Linked DNA regions of Mus musculus: regions 2, 3, 4 and 5 are each linked to region 1. The links are chromatin contacts, called in public HiCAR-type, HiChIP or PLAC-seq and promoter capture Hi-C maps. All regions are on one chromosome and are shown on one strand. The core of a region is the stretch at or near the end of the contact, and the rest is flanking DNA. Distances in the headings are between cores, read along the strand shown. Region 1 holds the start of 4933433G15Rik (RIKEN cDNA 4933433G15 gene). Region 2 holds the start of Ccpg1 (cell cycle progression 1). Region 3 holds the start of Lrrc1 (leucine rich repeat containing 1). Region 4 holds the start of Rsl24d1 (ribosomal L24 domain containing 1). Region 5 holds the start of Rab27a (RAB27A, member RAS oncogene family).

Region 1 (2,700 bases), core at 44-2,543:
TACCTAGCTCACCCTGACCTCTCTTTTAAGATTCCACAAACACTTAACATCGTGGACTCCTTTGACTCCTATAAAGCAATATGGCTGGCTTTAATGGAAGTCAGCAGAGATGCATTATAAACTTTCTGAGAGAAAGCATACGGCTTGCTATTTATGCTCACCACCACCACCACCCCGGGGGGTCCAGCCATTAGAGGAAGATGGAGGTCCCAGAGTCCATCAGGAGGAACTAGAGGGAGGACAGAGTGGGTCGGTGGAGCAGAACTTCACAGTGCCGGCTGCACTCAACAGCTGTAAATCTCGCTTTCTGTAGGCATTACTGCTCTTCTCCTGGTATTCAGATGGTATTGCTTTAAATATAATAGAGCTGGGCTCAGCTGCCTAAGCCTATAATCCAAGCTCTGGGGAAGCTAAGGCAGGGAGATTAGGTGTGCTAGGGCAGGCTGAGTTATAGAGAGATGCTGTCTCACAAAGCATATATTTTAATGTATCTCTGTATTAGGAAACATTGAAGCTCCTCTCAAGCTCTTAACTTCAAGTGACTGTGTCATCTCTGAAAGGGGTTTGCTGCTTACAGTGGATCATGGACTGCAGTGGCCATATTTTCTTTAGGATGGTCAATTACCACTGATAGAAAGGGCTAACCGAACCTCTCATTTTTCTTTTTTGTGAGGCGGGGTCTCAGTAGTCTGGGCTGGCTTTGAACTCACTATGCAGCCAAGGATTAACTGTATCTTCTAATCCTTCTGGTCTCCAAGACAGGGATCACAGGGGTACAACAACAAGCTCTCCCAGCCTTTTGAGACAGGGTCTATTATATAGCATAGGCTGTCCTGGCACTACATAGACTAGTTAACTCATGTGCCACTACTCCCAGGCAAACCCTGTGCTTTTTATATCTAAGTTCCTAAATACTTAAATTTCATCTAAGCACTGGAAGGGCAGCTATCTACCTTTCTCAGCACGCCTATGTCAAACTCTGGCTGGTCTCAGCGATCTCAACAAGCCAGCCACCCTGCTGACTGAGCTTTTGCTCAGTTTTCCCAGGACCCCTCACTCATTCACCTCCCTGGTTACCGCGGATGCTTCTAGAAGCAGCCAACGGACCCCGGGGACCGATCCCAGGGGCCTTCCCAACACCACCCTGAGCTTATCTGCTCAACAATCTGGCCTAGCATATTCGCCTTCGCCCACTTCCTCCCGACAGCACGGGACCCAGCAGCCGTTCAGACGCTCGCCCTGTCGGGTCACTTGGTACGACACTCTGGGCGGTGGTTCAGCTGAGGCCGGGGTGTACCCGCCAGCAGGCCGCGTGCAGCTCCGACCGCCCCCGCGGCGCGCGCAGTCACGGGCGTTGGAAATTCCGGCGCGTGCGGCTCCCCGGCTGGCGGGGGCGGGGCCGCCGTGGAGTGAGCCTGTGACGTGAGGGGGCGTGCCTCTGCGAGGCCCCGCCTTCTCTCCGCGCCCTCTCTGGCGGGTCGGGGTTACATGGCGGCGACTGCGGCAAAGCGAGAGCCTCGGAAACGCCGCTGCCGCCAGCACAGCCGGAGACCTGAGCCGACCTTGAGGGCTGTCCGCGGGCCCTGCACTCTGTCGATGAGTCGGAGAAGTCCCGTGAGTGTGTATGTGTGTGTGGCCGGGTGCGGGCCGGCGCGGGAGGGAGCGGCAGAGGGCCCGGCGGCGGCGCCGGCTCCCGCGTCCATTGTGTGTGACCCTCCGGGCGGCCGCCGCTCAACAAAGACGCTTTTGTTCCGTGTGCCCGCTCAGCCCGGGCGGCGCGGCCGGCTGCGAGGGCCAGGTCCCCGCGTGGGGCTGGCGGCGCGGCCGGCGCGCCCCTCCCACCCGGCACGCCCCTCGCCGGGCAGCCGGCCGCAGGCATAGCTGGCGGGCCCCCGCCGCCTGCACCGGGCTGCGCTTCGCGGGTTCGAGTCCCCGCCGCCCGCGCCCGGTTCCGCGGGTTCGAGTCCCCGCCAACGCGCAGGCGAGGGCGGTGGTCCAGGAGCGCTTGAGGCGGTGGAGGCTTGCCTTCCTGGCTCGCTGCCTCCCTCAAGCTCTCCTGTCTCCTCCCCTCCCCAGCCTGCCCGGGTGACTCGGCCTCAGCTGACTCCGGCCGGGCAAAGTCTCCGGCACGTTGCGTAGCGCTCTGCTCCTGCCCCTAAGTCCGCCCAAGTTTGTGCCTGGCGGTCCACGAGGTGCCGGGGACCGGCCTGAGACAGGGCTCCTGACACCTTTCCGGACGTTAAGGTGTGATCCGGAAAAACACCCTGATGAAAACGTACGTTACCGGTTACAGGCCTCCTCACTTGGAGCTTGTTATGATCGGACTTGGGAGTTGTGAGGAGTGGAGGGCTTTCGGCCGCCTTTTGTTCCTGCCTGGCTTTGGCTCTCCGGCTCAGGTGCCTTGGGGAAGCTGCGTGCAGCAAGCTCCTTTAGATCGCTTTCGTGTTTTACCTTTCTTTGACTTGAAAGTAGGAAAGATGGAGCGCAGGGACTTGGTAAAGGGGAGTTAGGTCTCTTTACAGTATCTAAACAGTTCGTGTTCGTTGCTAAGAGTCCGGAGGCAGTATTAACTTTTTATGGATACAGATAGATGATTGTCAGAGGGGGAAATAAAAACGTTCTCAGGCCATCAAACGAAGAGCAGCTAGCTTCAGAATAAATTGTTGATTATTCTAGCGTTTTTATTTTGGTAAAATTCTG
Region 2 (2,700 bases), core at 179-2,678, 2.4 Mb after region 1:
CTCTCCACTATATTGCTCAAGTGGTCTCAAACTTGCCATTCCCCTGCTTCAGTTTCTAAATATCTGGGGTACCACCTTTAACTGGAATTTCAACTTTGGTGTAACAGGGTTAAAACAGCATTTACAGCAGGCTCCATGGTACCCAACTACGATCACAGTGCCTAGGACGCTTAGGCAAGAGAACTCCCAGGTCTAGCCTGGGATATATTAGTATCAGGACAGCCAGAGATACACAGCAAGAAAAAAAAGCCAAAAGCATTAACTCACCCTTAACAACCTTCTCAGTTCCCCTGTGACTTGAGCTTGTCAGAATAGCAAACTACTCACACCAGTTATACATGATAAATATCCCCTGAGAAATCTAAGACCTATTAAGATTGGGATCTTAAAGTTAGTCGGTGGACTCAGAAGGCAGAGGCAAACGGATTTCTGAGTTGGAGGTCAGCTTGGACTACAGTGCAAGTTTTAGGATAGGTGGAGATACACAGAGAAACCCTACCTCAAAAAACAAAAACAAACAAACCAAAAAAACCCAATCCACCCACTCCAAAAAAAAAAAAAAAAGGCGAAAGAAAAAATATTGGGTCTTTAAGATAGTTAGTGCTGACATTTCAAACATTATGTGACCTTGCTGGAAAGGTCTCATAGCACCCCTAACTGAGAATAACCAACTGGTTGCCCTTTCTAGGGACAAGCAGCCCCATACAGCCAATAAAGCAAAAGTGGGAGAGGGCAGTGCATGATGGTTCACCCTTAAGGAAAACACCCCAGCTGGTTGCGGTCTAGAACTCGGGCGCTGCCCCTGGCAGAGTTGGGATAAATGAGAGGTAAACACAAACGACACACGCGCAGCTGCTACTTAGGACAAGCCGTCAGCCTAACAAACGCTGGTAAGGACCCGGAGGGGAAGCGTGAAGAACGGGCGGAGAACAGGCTTCGGGGCTGAATAGGAGTATACTTCTGGGGTGCACACTTTTCTATTCCTGACACCTGGGACCTCCGAGCCGGCTCAGAGTGACGCACGCGGCATCTCAGCATACGGATGCAGCTGCACCTGAATCCCGGGGCGCCCAGCTCCGAGCTCGCGGGGCTGCAGCCTGCGAGCCCGCGCCTAACACCTGCCAGGTCGCGCCCTCCGCCCGAGGTCGCCCGAGGACCAAGGCATCCACCAGGAGAAAGCCTCCCGGCGCTGCGCCCGAAGGTACGAGTTGCAGCCCGCGGCCGCCCCATCAGCCCGACCTGCGCCCCAGGGTCTTACCCGAAGACAGCGCCTCTTCCGCCCGACCGCGCCAGCTGTCACCGTGGCGGCGTCCGCGCTCCAGACGCCAGTGACGCCTCATAAAAACAACAACCTGCTCGCAGGCGTCCGCAGCGGGGAAGCGGTGGCAGGCGCGGCGCAGCAAGGCATGCTGGGACTTGAAGTTCCTCCTACGTCTCCTGCCAGCTCGCGGCGAGCAAAAAGAACTACGACTCCCGAAGATGCGTACGGCCCGCACCCCTGAGGCTACCGGAAGCTGGGCGGAGCGACTGCGGATCTCCACAACATCCGGGCTCCCACGCCTGCAGCCGGTTGCCACGGAGACGGGCTGCCACACTGGAAGACGGAGGGTTTCCACCCACCGTCTTCCTCCCCAGAAATTGTAGTTTACGGGACTCCGATCGTCTTGCTGTTGCTTTCCGTCGGTTCTGTAAGAAGACTGGGCCCTACGCCTTCGCCAGACTTCTCGCTATCAGGAAAGAGTTGCTTTTGCCGAAGAGATTAAGATGGCGAGAGAGACAGACTGCGACTTGGTGGGTTTGGGCAGAGAGCTAGATGCTTTTGAAAGTCGAATTCATAATAGTGTTTGAGGCACCATCTACTCCCACTCACTAGTCACCAAGCTGTTATATTTACAAGTTTAAATGCACGATCCACAAAGTAATTACTCTGAAGGTGTATAGGAGGCACCTCACTACAAATGATCTTTTGTCCAGGATGGTTTTTGTTTTGCATTATCTATTTGCAGTCGTGGGGATCGAACTCAGGGACTTGTGCATGGTAGGTAATCTCTGTTCTACTGAACTACACCTCCCAGCCCTAGAACCTTCATGTTTTTGTCACTTAGAGTATGCCTAGTCTAAAAGGATGGAAGAGGGTGAATAGGAGTGCACTCACCCCAGAGGGAAGTTACCGTTCCTCTGTCCCCTACCTGTCTAGTGAGTAAACAGTAAAGGAAACCATTCAACAAGCTGATGTTGGGCAAAAGCTAGTTCACATTTAGATCTGATATTTGTGTTGCTGTAACTAGGGATTGAACCTCAAGCCTCACACAAGCTAAGAAAGCCCTCTACAAAGGAGGTAGATCCCTAACCCCTCGTTTTTGTTTGGGTGAGAGGGGAGTTCTGGGTGGTGGGTTTTTTTTGAGACAGAGCTTCTCAGAGTAACTCGGGCTGACTTTAAATTCTTTGTGTAGCTGGCACTGAATTCCAGAACCCCTTGCCTTTATTTCCCAAGTGTTAGGATTACAGGCCTATGCTACTACACTCTGCTCTTCCAACTTGGTGAACAGGCGAAAATTTAAATAACAAAGCTGGCTTTACAGTGAGTGGGTTTGTAAAGTGGTACTTACTTTGATTACTTATGAGCTGTAGACGAGATAGCACGGTCCCCCATGACTTGGTGTAGATAAGACACCTGGTGACTTGGATTATTGAAGTGAC
Region 3 (2,700 bases), core at 102-2,601, 2.1 Mb before region 1:
CCTCAAGAATGCAGGCACCAAGTCAGGTTAAAAAGTGAAGTCAGCATAGTGGCAGGAATTAGGTACTGGCTGTAACCATCAAGTCTAGGTGATAATCCTGAGGTAAAAACAGGTCAAATTTCCTCCTTCATCAATCAAGACAAGAGATCCTCCTGATAGAGACGAAACCTTTATGTATCTCTCCCCCTCTCCCCCTGGGCAAGTGCCCTGTGCAGTTAAAAATACTGAAGAGACAATGAAAAAAAGTTTCAGAGCAAACTCTGCCTTGGTTACTAAGCAAGCTCAATTTTCAATCTTCTGCATATTGTGATGTTGGTGACTCCAGATTTGAGCTGAGGGAGCATAAGGCTTCCTTTGCTGGGTGGGGAGTCAGAGAAGACTCTTAAAACAGTCTATTAGCTATTGTATTTGGCCTAAAACGGAGTCATCAACTGTTCATGTGGAGTGAGTTTGGTTAGTTTGTATCGTTGACTCTGAAAACAGAAGAAAAGGGGTTCAAATGTCTGGCTGTGGTAACGGGAACCTCTGAGGAGCAAAGGAAGAAATTTGGGGCTCCCCGCCCCAAACTACAGCGTGGGTTGCAATCTCCCCTTTGTAAGACGCAGGGTGCTGTTGAAGAAATACAGGAGCCAGCTATTGGAGGTTCATCTGCCTTCCTGCACCAGTGCTTTCTGTACCTCAGCCCAGGTTAGCCCCCAAAGCACATCTGGCTAAGGTGGAGCTAATGCTGAAGCGCACCTTTGCCATCTCCTTTCTTCTCGGAGCATCTTTTAGAAGATTTTTGAAGACGGACATCCATGCTTTTGTTGGCACCAGGAAGTTGGTGACACGTACATCTCAGATAAGTCCTGCTCACCAAAGATGCTCTCAGGTCGTAGGGCCTGCCAGCGAGTGTGCGCAGACACAGGGCACAAACGGGGGTTAGGAGGAGGGGGTGTCGGAAAGCCAGAACCGACTCCTTCATTACCCCGCGCTCAAGGTACTCGGCGGGGCGGTACTTCCTGACCCCGGAAGAGAAAGTTGTTTTGGGGAAGGGGAGCAAGAAAAAAAAAAGCACGGTGAGTAAAATGAAAACTCCGAAGTTGTTCTGCTCCTTCTGGCCTTCGGTCCCTGCCCTCCTTAGGAGCTTTTTGGGGCGCGGCTCCCTCCAGAATCGCACACTGTGCGACTCCCCGCGGAGGAGAGGACCGCAGGAGCACCGTCTCCCGACCCTCCCGGGAGCCGGGTCTCCAGGAAAACCCGGAGCGGAGCATCCCCGGCCGGGACACGCCCTCTGCGTGCCGCCGAGTGCGCATGCCCAGTGCGCGGCGGCCGCGAGTAGGAAGCGGAGCGCGGCGGAGGGGGCGGTGGGAGGGGACGCTCGCGACTGTGGCGAAGGCGCGGGACGCGGCGAGGGTTCCCGCGGCTTCCTCAGAACGTTCGGGACGGTGGAGTCCTTGCGAGGCGCGAGCGAGCTTGGAGCCAGCAACGAGCTTGGAGCGGGCGGCGGGCGGGGAGCAGCGGGGCGGCCGGGCGGAGCGGGCTCCGAGCCCCGGGCTCCGCGGCTCGGCGGGACACGGCTCTGGTGGTGGAGGCGGCGATGTTCCACTGCATTCCCCTGTGGCGGTGCAACCGTCATGTGGAGGCCATCGACAAGCGCCACTGCTCGCTGGTCTACGTCCCCGAGGAGATCTACCGCTATGCCCGCAGCCTGGAGGAGCTGCTGCTGGACGCCAACCAGCTCCGGGAGCTCCCCGAGGTGAGTGCCCGCCTCACCTGGCGCGGTGGCCGGGTCCGTGCGCTCCTCCGCTGACTGCTTCGCTCTGGGAGACTCTGGCCAGCGGGGTCCCACTACTGCCCTCAGCCCTCCCTGTGCCCCCCTCCCCTGCTTCCCGATTAAACCCATCCTCCAATAAAAGTTGTTTTTCATTTATACCGAAAGACTTGGTATTTAACAAGTAGTTACATGGCTAGTGGAGAAACGTTCTGGTCCACTAAGTGGCTTAGATCCACGTCTGGGAACTAATGCCGGTTAGGTGAGAAGCCAGGTAGCTCACACTGTTCCCAGCTGGGGGCGACCATGCGCCCCATCACGCCCCGGGGCGATCGGCTAGCAGCCAATTCTCCAGCTAGTGGCTTGGAGCTCCTCATTTTGGGCTAACGCAGGTCCCAGAGGATGTGGGGACCCAGCAGCGCGAAAGTAAGCTTTAGTATATCTTGGCATCTGTAAGGAATGTGCTCCGGGCCTTATCTCTGTGGGCTATGCCCTGGAGAGATGGCGCTTGGTCCGCTTCGGTAGCCCCGTGGCCGCATTGGGGTGCTGGGCAGGAGGAGAACTGCTGCAGGTGCCCAGGTTCCCGCCGCTGGTGCACTGCGTGCGTGGACCTGTTGCGTGGTTGGAACTGCGATGAACGTGTGTAGTGGCTCCCGCTGCGAGTCAGCCCTGCTTGCTGCCTTTCCGCCACCACAGAGCTTGCTTGGGTCTGTCCTATCACTAATGCCATATCTTTTCAGAGTTGTTTATGAAAATTAATCATCTGCCGCACCGAACTTGGCCTGTGACAGATACTGATTGTGCTTCTAGGCCCTGCTGGGGTTAGACGCTGAACTTTTAACCCTTGAATTTGCCTCGGGATTCTAGCTTTAACTGTTAAGGAGGACGCATCCTTTACCCAGGTGTAAGGAGGAAGTAAGCCAGTGGCAATCCAGAGGTGCAGGAAA
Region 4 (2,700 bases), core at 60-2,559, 2.3 Mb after region 1:
ACAAAAAACTACTGTAAAGCAAAAAAAAAAAAGACACTCACATAAGAACTAAGGACAACACCTAGAATCACATGCGACATCAGAACAGAAGGACACTCAAGTGTTTGATGGGTGTCCGACATCATCTCTACCAGGCTAAGCACCCGGAAACCATCACTAATCACTTTAGAGAATAATACCTTACACTGGCCTTAAGTGAAGGAATAGTCTAAGAAAAAGCTCCTTAAAGACCTTCTCAGCCGGGCGTGGTGGCGCACGCCTTTAATCCCCAGCACTTGGGAGGCAGAGGCAGGCGGATTTCTGAGTTCGAGGCCAGCCTGGTCTACAAAGTGAGTCCCAGGACAGCCAGGGCTATGCAGAGAAACCCTGTCTCGGAAAAAAAAAACAAAAAAAAACAAAAAAACAAAACAAACAAACAAACAAAAAACAACAACAACAACAAAACGCTATCTGGAGCCTGGCAGTGGTGGCGCACGCCTTTAATCCCAGCTCTTGGGAGAGACAAGAGGCAGGCGGATTTCTGAGCCTGGTCTACAGAGTGAGTTCCAGGACAGCCAGAGCTATACAGAAAAACCAAACCCTGTCTCGAAAAACCAAAAATAATTAATAATGCAATTTCTGTGTGTCACTGGAAGCAACATAAAAAGTAAGCCTTTGAGGTTACTGGGCGCTAGCAAAGAAAGCTGAGTATGGTAACTAAAATGTGTGACCCGCTCAGAAACAGAAACCTAAACTAAGAAAGCCTGTGCATGCGGCACAAATCATAATGCTTTTGCTTACATACTTCATTCCGTGAGAACCTTCAAGAAGTGGGATAGTGAAGGCTGCCGAAGTAGCCAGTTAATCCCCCCCAAAGAACCCCCATGCTGTCTTTCTCCTAGCTCATCTCCAGCAACAATGCAAAAGTCTATAAGGCTCAGGCACCATGTCCATTAACCGCTACAGACAACCCCACCTCCCACTGTACGAGAGCATGAGCCTCCTTAAGCATTAATTCGACCGACTTCCTGACCCTGCGGCAAGCCGGGTGGCCTGCGGATGAGATGAGCGTCTGACAGCAACGAGGAGACCTCGCCGGCAGTGAACCGACGCCGGGTCCAGCCCAGGCCACTCCACGGCGTTCAGAACCCGGCGCGAGCAGAGCGCGCTCCAGTCCCCGAGCCGTCCGGAGCGTGCGGGCCACGGCCGCCTCACCTTGCAATCGTTGCGGACGAACATCATGCCGTGCCCCGGGTAGATCGGCCCGGAGCAGAAATAACACTTTTCGATCCTCATGTTGACCCCGCGTGGGACCCACCTTCGGGACGCGGAGCTGGAGAGGAAGTGGTACGTCACTTCCTAGTCGCCGGAAGCGAGTCCCTGACCCGACCCGGAAATGGTATCTTAGAATATGAATGAGCTGAAGGTAAAGGCACCACCTGACCCGCGTGTGCGCAGCAGCAGCAGCAGCAGCAGCAGCAGCAGCAGCAGCAGCAGCAGCAGCAGCGTCCCGCGCAGACGCAGAGGCTATAGACTGCATCTGGGAGTTTGACTTTTTGGTTCTGTGAGATCTACCGTACGGGCGCTTTGGAATTTTTCCCGGTATACTCATTCCATAGCGCTATTGCGGTGCTTGTGCTTTGCCACGGGCACGCTCCCCCACACCGGATTGTACCAAAGTCTGCTTTACTCCAGGCTTGTCTTCCCCAAAGGACTTGGCAGGAGTACACAACTAAAACCTTCCACCCGGGGCTGGTGAGATGGCTCAGTGGGTAAGAGCACCCAACTGCTCTTCTGAAGGTCTGAAGTTCAAATCCCAGCAACACATGGTGGCTCACAACCATCCCTAAAGAGATCTGACTCCCTCTTCTGGAGTGAATGAAGACAACTACAGTGTACTTACATATAATAAAACAAAATAAAATTAAAAAAAAAAAAAAAAACTTCCACCCTGGTCTTAGGAGAGCAACCTACTCAAAGTCAGGACAGCTTGGACGAGTTGGTTCTTTCCTCTCACCATGTGGGTCCAAGGGATGCTTAACTGATTTTGTATTTTGGCAGAGGGTCTCGTTTTGTGTAATCTGGAACTGGCTATGTAAACCAAGCTGGACTCGATCTAATAAGAGATCTCCCTACCTCTGCCTCCTTAGTACTGGGATTAAAGGGGTGTGCTACCAGGTGCTGGAGAGATGGCTCTAGGGTTAAGAGCACTGGTTGTTCTTCCAGAGGACCCAGATTTGATTCCCAGAACTCACATGACAGTTCACAACCATCTGTAACTCCAGTTCCAAGGGATCTGATGCCCTCTTCTGGCCTCCACAGGCACCGGGCATACATACACACAGTACACTGACATATATGTAACCAAACTTCCTACACATATAAAATAAATTTTAAAGGAGAGGGGCTGAAGTGATGAGCACTGCTCTTCCAGAGGACCTGGGTCCAGAGGACTTATAGGCAAAATACCAATGCACGTGAAAATAAAAATAAAATATTTTAAAGGGGAGGGGTGGGAGCTGGAGAGATGGCTCAGCGGTTAAGAGCACTGATTGCTCTTCCAAAGATCTGAGTTCAAGTCCCAGCAACCACATGGTGGCTCACAACCATCCCTAATGAGATCTGACACTCTCTTCTGGTGTGTCTGAAGACAGCTACAGTGTACTTACATATAATAATAATAAATAAATCTTTTTTTAAAAAAGGAGTGTACTACCATGC
Region 5 (2,700 bases), core at 157-2,656, 2.4 Mb after region 1:
TGTTCAGGGTGGACAAGAGACATGGAAGAATGAAGAGAATTGTTTGGCCTGAGATTCTCTAAGAGTGGAATTTCTTTACTAAGATGGGGAAACAGGTATCAGGAAAGGAAGTTAAAAGTCTGGTTCCCAAAGGCGGCTTCCCTCTTCAAAATGCCTGTGCGTGCTCTAAAGCCAAGGCCACAGAATTGAGAAGCTGACCGTAAATTCCACACAGAGATACAAGGGACTCTTCTGCACAGCCAAAAAAACTCGTAAAAGGTGGCAAGGGAGGGGGTGGGGCGGGGTGACGTCAGAAATAAACAAACAACAACAACAACAACGACAAATAAGACACACTGTGGAGAGGAAACGGAAAGGTGTTGGGGTGGGGGGGAAGACCAAGGTAAAATAAGAAGGCAGCTCCCATTCAGGCGCGCTTAGCATTTCTGAATACCCCCCCTTCCTTTCTTTTTGGTGTTTGTTTTTTGAGAAAGAGTCTCCTGTAACCCAGGCTGGTTTCAAGCACACACTATGTAGCAAAGGCTGACCTTGAACCCTGGATCCTTCTCTGTCCACCTTCCAAATGCAGGGATTACTTTTCCCATACCGGTTCCACTCTACAGGGAGCTTTAAAGAATACGAAATGTCTCCTGCCTTCCTCACCCGGCTGGGCTGAACAGCTAAGGCAGAACAGCTGTTAGCCCTTGGGCTTGAAAGAGAAGCCTAGGGGAATACTCCAGACAACAGCAAGATGCAAAGGCCAGGGGGGCTGCTGAGACGCCTCAAGATCTCCTACATTACAGAGCTGGCTTTCCAAATCGGTACCCAGCTACTGGGCCAGAGACCCGGTCTTGGCAAAGTGACCAAAATATGTCATCCATCAATTCTACCTCCGATAGGGTGACTCTAAGACCAGGCTGACCAGCTGGGTTCTCTGAATGACAGGAAAAGGCAGAGCCCTTTCTCACCTGAAAGCAGCAGGACTCTAAAGACTTTAAAGTCAAAGACTTCTAAAACCGAAGTGAGGGAAGGACAGAGGGATGGGCAGACCTATTTCTCTTCCCCTCATTAAAGGGATTTTGGCACCTAGATGCCACCCGGGATAACCTTCAGCCCCTGGAACTCCAGAAAACCAGCATCCATTCCGAAGATCTGTCCCCTGGTTGCCCTAGGGCTGACTTGCTCGCCTGCAATCTGCAGCGCGCCCAGAACGCTGAGTGCTCACCCGGTTTGGTGCTCTGTCCGGTGCTGTCCCTGCGGTGTTGCGTCCCTGCAGTGCTAGATTCCCAACGTGCCGCGTCCTCGCTGTGCTCTATCCCTTAGGTACTCCCTTCCAAATGGAGCTCGGGACCCCGTGCGACTGGCCTTTTTTGGGTGCTTGGCGCTATTTTCCGTCTGGCCCCACATCACTTCCCGTAGAGGAGAGCGCGGTGGGGGCGGGTCCTGAGCGGCCTCCACCTCCGCCTCCTGTCACCTGCCCGCAGGCCCCCAGCCACAGAAACGACTGCTCGCCTCGCCTGGCACGGATCGGGTCTCCTCGCCCCTTCTGAAAGGTGTGAGAACCACAGAGGGTGGTTTTCCTTGAGACCAAGAGAGCCATTCACAAAAAGCTCAAATTGCCCCAGGATCCGGGTAAGGCGAGGCGTGCCCTGGAGACTCCAAAGGTCTGTCCTAAAAGCTTTTTCATGGCTGTGCATCCTCCCTGGAGACAGCTTGGGCATGGCCTACTGGGGTTCCTGGACTCGATGATGAGAAAAATAGGTAAGATTCAGTCAGAAGAAAATAAACACTATTCTGGAAGGCAATGGCCAGCGGAGTCTACATGCACACAGTCTAACTCGGATTACACTCACCCTGAAGTCCTAAAACACTGTTAGGGCAGGCAGTTACTGCACAGTAAGAGGGAAATTATGGGGTGGCATAACATGCTAAGACCCGGCAGGGTCCGGAGCAGCCTATGACCCTCTGCTGCCTCCTAGTGGCCTTCTACCGATGCCTAGGGTTTTCTGTGAGCAGTCTGGGTCTCAACCTGGGGATGGAGGACATTAGCCAAATCCGTCCAAAGGTGGTTCTGCGCTTCACACTGGCCTTTGGGCCTGCCCTGTTGCTTTCAGAATTCCACTTCCAAGACAAGCAAAATGCTGAGAAGGAAGACTGGGCTAAGTTCTGTCCATGCAGTTTCATTCATCCCTAGGGCCTGCCACCACAAACTCCGCGGTCCAGCTGTCCCACCCACCTGCACACCCAGTCACCCCTCCTGTCTGTAGCTACTAGGACTGCACCACAGTGCAGTTTCTCAATCTGTAGATGGCAGCTACTGGAGTCACCCACGCTTGTAAGCAACCCCAATAAACTGGACCGGTACAGAATCTTTTCTATCATTCCATCAGGGCTGAAGAGAAATACCCTCCCCAGGAAAAGCAAGGCAACCATCTTCCTTCAGGCACTAGCTCTTTTTTTTTTTTTCTTTTTGGTTTTTCGAGACAGGGTTTTTCTGTGTAGCCCTGGCTGTCCTGGAACTCACTCTGTAGACCAGGCTGGCCTTGAACTCAGAAATCCGTCTGCCTCTGCCTCCTCCCGAGTGCTGGGATTAAAGGCGTGTGCCGACGTCACCACCACCCGGCTCTGGCACTAGCTCTCAAGGAGCTATCACTAGAGGCCAAGACAGGTGGATTTCTGAGTTCGAGGCTAGCCTGGTCTACAGAGTGAGTTCCCAGACAG

What was found. Promoter capture Hi-C pulls out the DNA fragments that hold promoters and counts their contacts. HiCAR-type assays count read pairs that join an accessible place to other places. HiChIP or PLAC-seq counts read pairs in DNA pulled down with a chosen protein or histone mark.
Region 2: a HiCAR-type map of astrocytes shows a contact between it and region 1, with 5 times the contacts expected there. The contact joins the promoter of Ccpg1 here to the promoter of 4933433G15Rik in region 1. A contact is called at or near these places in 1 of 39 promoter capture datasets (erythroid cells) and 2 of 115 datasets of contacts at active chromatin or transcription factors (astrocytes and embryonic stem cells).
Region 3: a contact with region 1 is called in a promoter capture Hi-C map of pre-B cells, with 5 times the contacts expected there. The contact joins the promoter of Lrrc1 here to the promoter of 4933433G15Rik in region 1. A contact is called at or near these places in 7 of 39 promoter capture datasets (cranial neural crest, frontonasal cranial neural crest, hippocampal neurons and 4 more) and 1 of 115 datasets of contacts at active chromatin or transcription factors (extraembryonic endoderm stem cells).
Region 4: a contact with region 1 is called in an H3K27ac HiChIP or PLAC-seq map of extraembryonic endoderm stem cells, with 10 times the contacts expected there. The contact joins the promoter of Rsl24d1 here to the promoter of 4933433G15Rik in region 1. A contact is called at or near these places in 1 of 39 promoter capture datasets (hematopoietic stem and progenitor cells) and 2 of 115 datasets of contacts at active chromatin or transcription factors (extraembryonic endoderm stem cells and stem cell-derived neural progenitor cells).
Region 5: a promoter capture Hi-C map of cranial neural crest shows a contact between it and region 1. The contact joins the promoter of Rab27a here to the promoter of 4933433G15Rik in region 1. A contact is called at or near these places in 5 of 39 promoter capture datasets (the HPC-7 cell line, HPC-7-derived erythroid cells, cranial neural crest and 3 more), 2 of 115 datasets of contacts at active chromatin or transcription factors (embryonic stem cells and large pre-B cells) and 1 of 9 other capture datasets (embryonic stem cells).

What each region holds. Positions count from the first base shown.
Region 1 is chr9:75,408,777-75,411,476 of GRCm38.p6, reverse strand. It overlaps 4933433G15Rik (RIKEN cDNA 4933433G15 gene), which reads right to left and starts at 1,293. Exons shown (of 4, transcript NR_040719.1): 1 at 711-1,293. Mapk6 (mitogen-activated protein kinase 6) reads left to right here and starts at 1,461. Exons shown (of 6, transcript NM_015806.5): 1 at 1,461-1,614.
Region 2 is chr9:72,984,232-72,986,931 of GRCm38.p6, reverse strand. Ccpg1 (cell cycle progression 1) reads right to left here and starts at 1,428. Exons shown (of 9, transcript NM_001286544.1): 1 at 1,259-1,428. Ccpg1os (cell cycle progression 1, opposite strand) reads left to right here and starts at 1,556. Exons shown (of 2, transcript NM_001198789.1): 1 at 1,556-1,791. The coding sequence starts at 1,765.
Region 3 is chr9:77,543,503-77,546,202 of GRCm38.p6, reverse strand. Lrrc1 (leucine rich repeat containing 1) reads left to right here and starts at 1,351. Exons shown (of 14, transcript NM_001146048.1): 1 at 1,351-1,738. The coding sequence starts at 1,580.
Region 4 is chr9:73,112,078-73,114,777 of GRCm38.p6, reverse strand. It overlaps Rsl24d1 (ribosomal L24 domain containing 1), which reads right to left and starts at 1,309. Exons shown (of 6, transcript NM_198609.2): 1 at 1,195-1,309. The coding sequence starts at 1,275.
Region 5 is chr9:73,043,516-73,046,215 of GRCm38.p6, reverse strand. Rab27a (RAB27A, member RAS oncogene family) reads right to left here and starts at 1,406. Exons shown (of 6, transcript NM_023635.6): 1 at 1,205-1,406.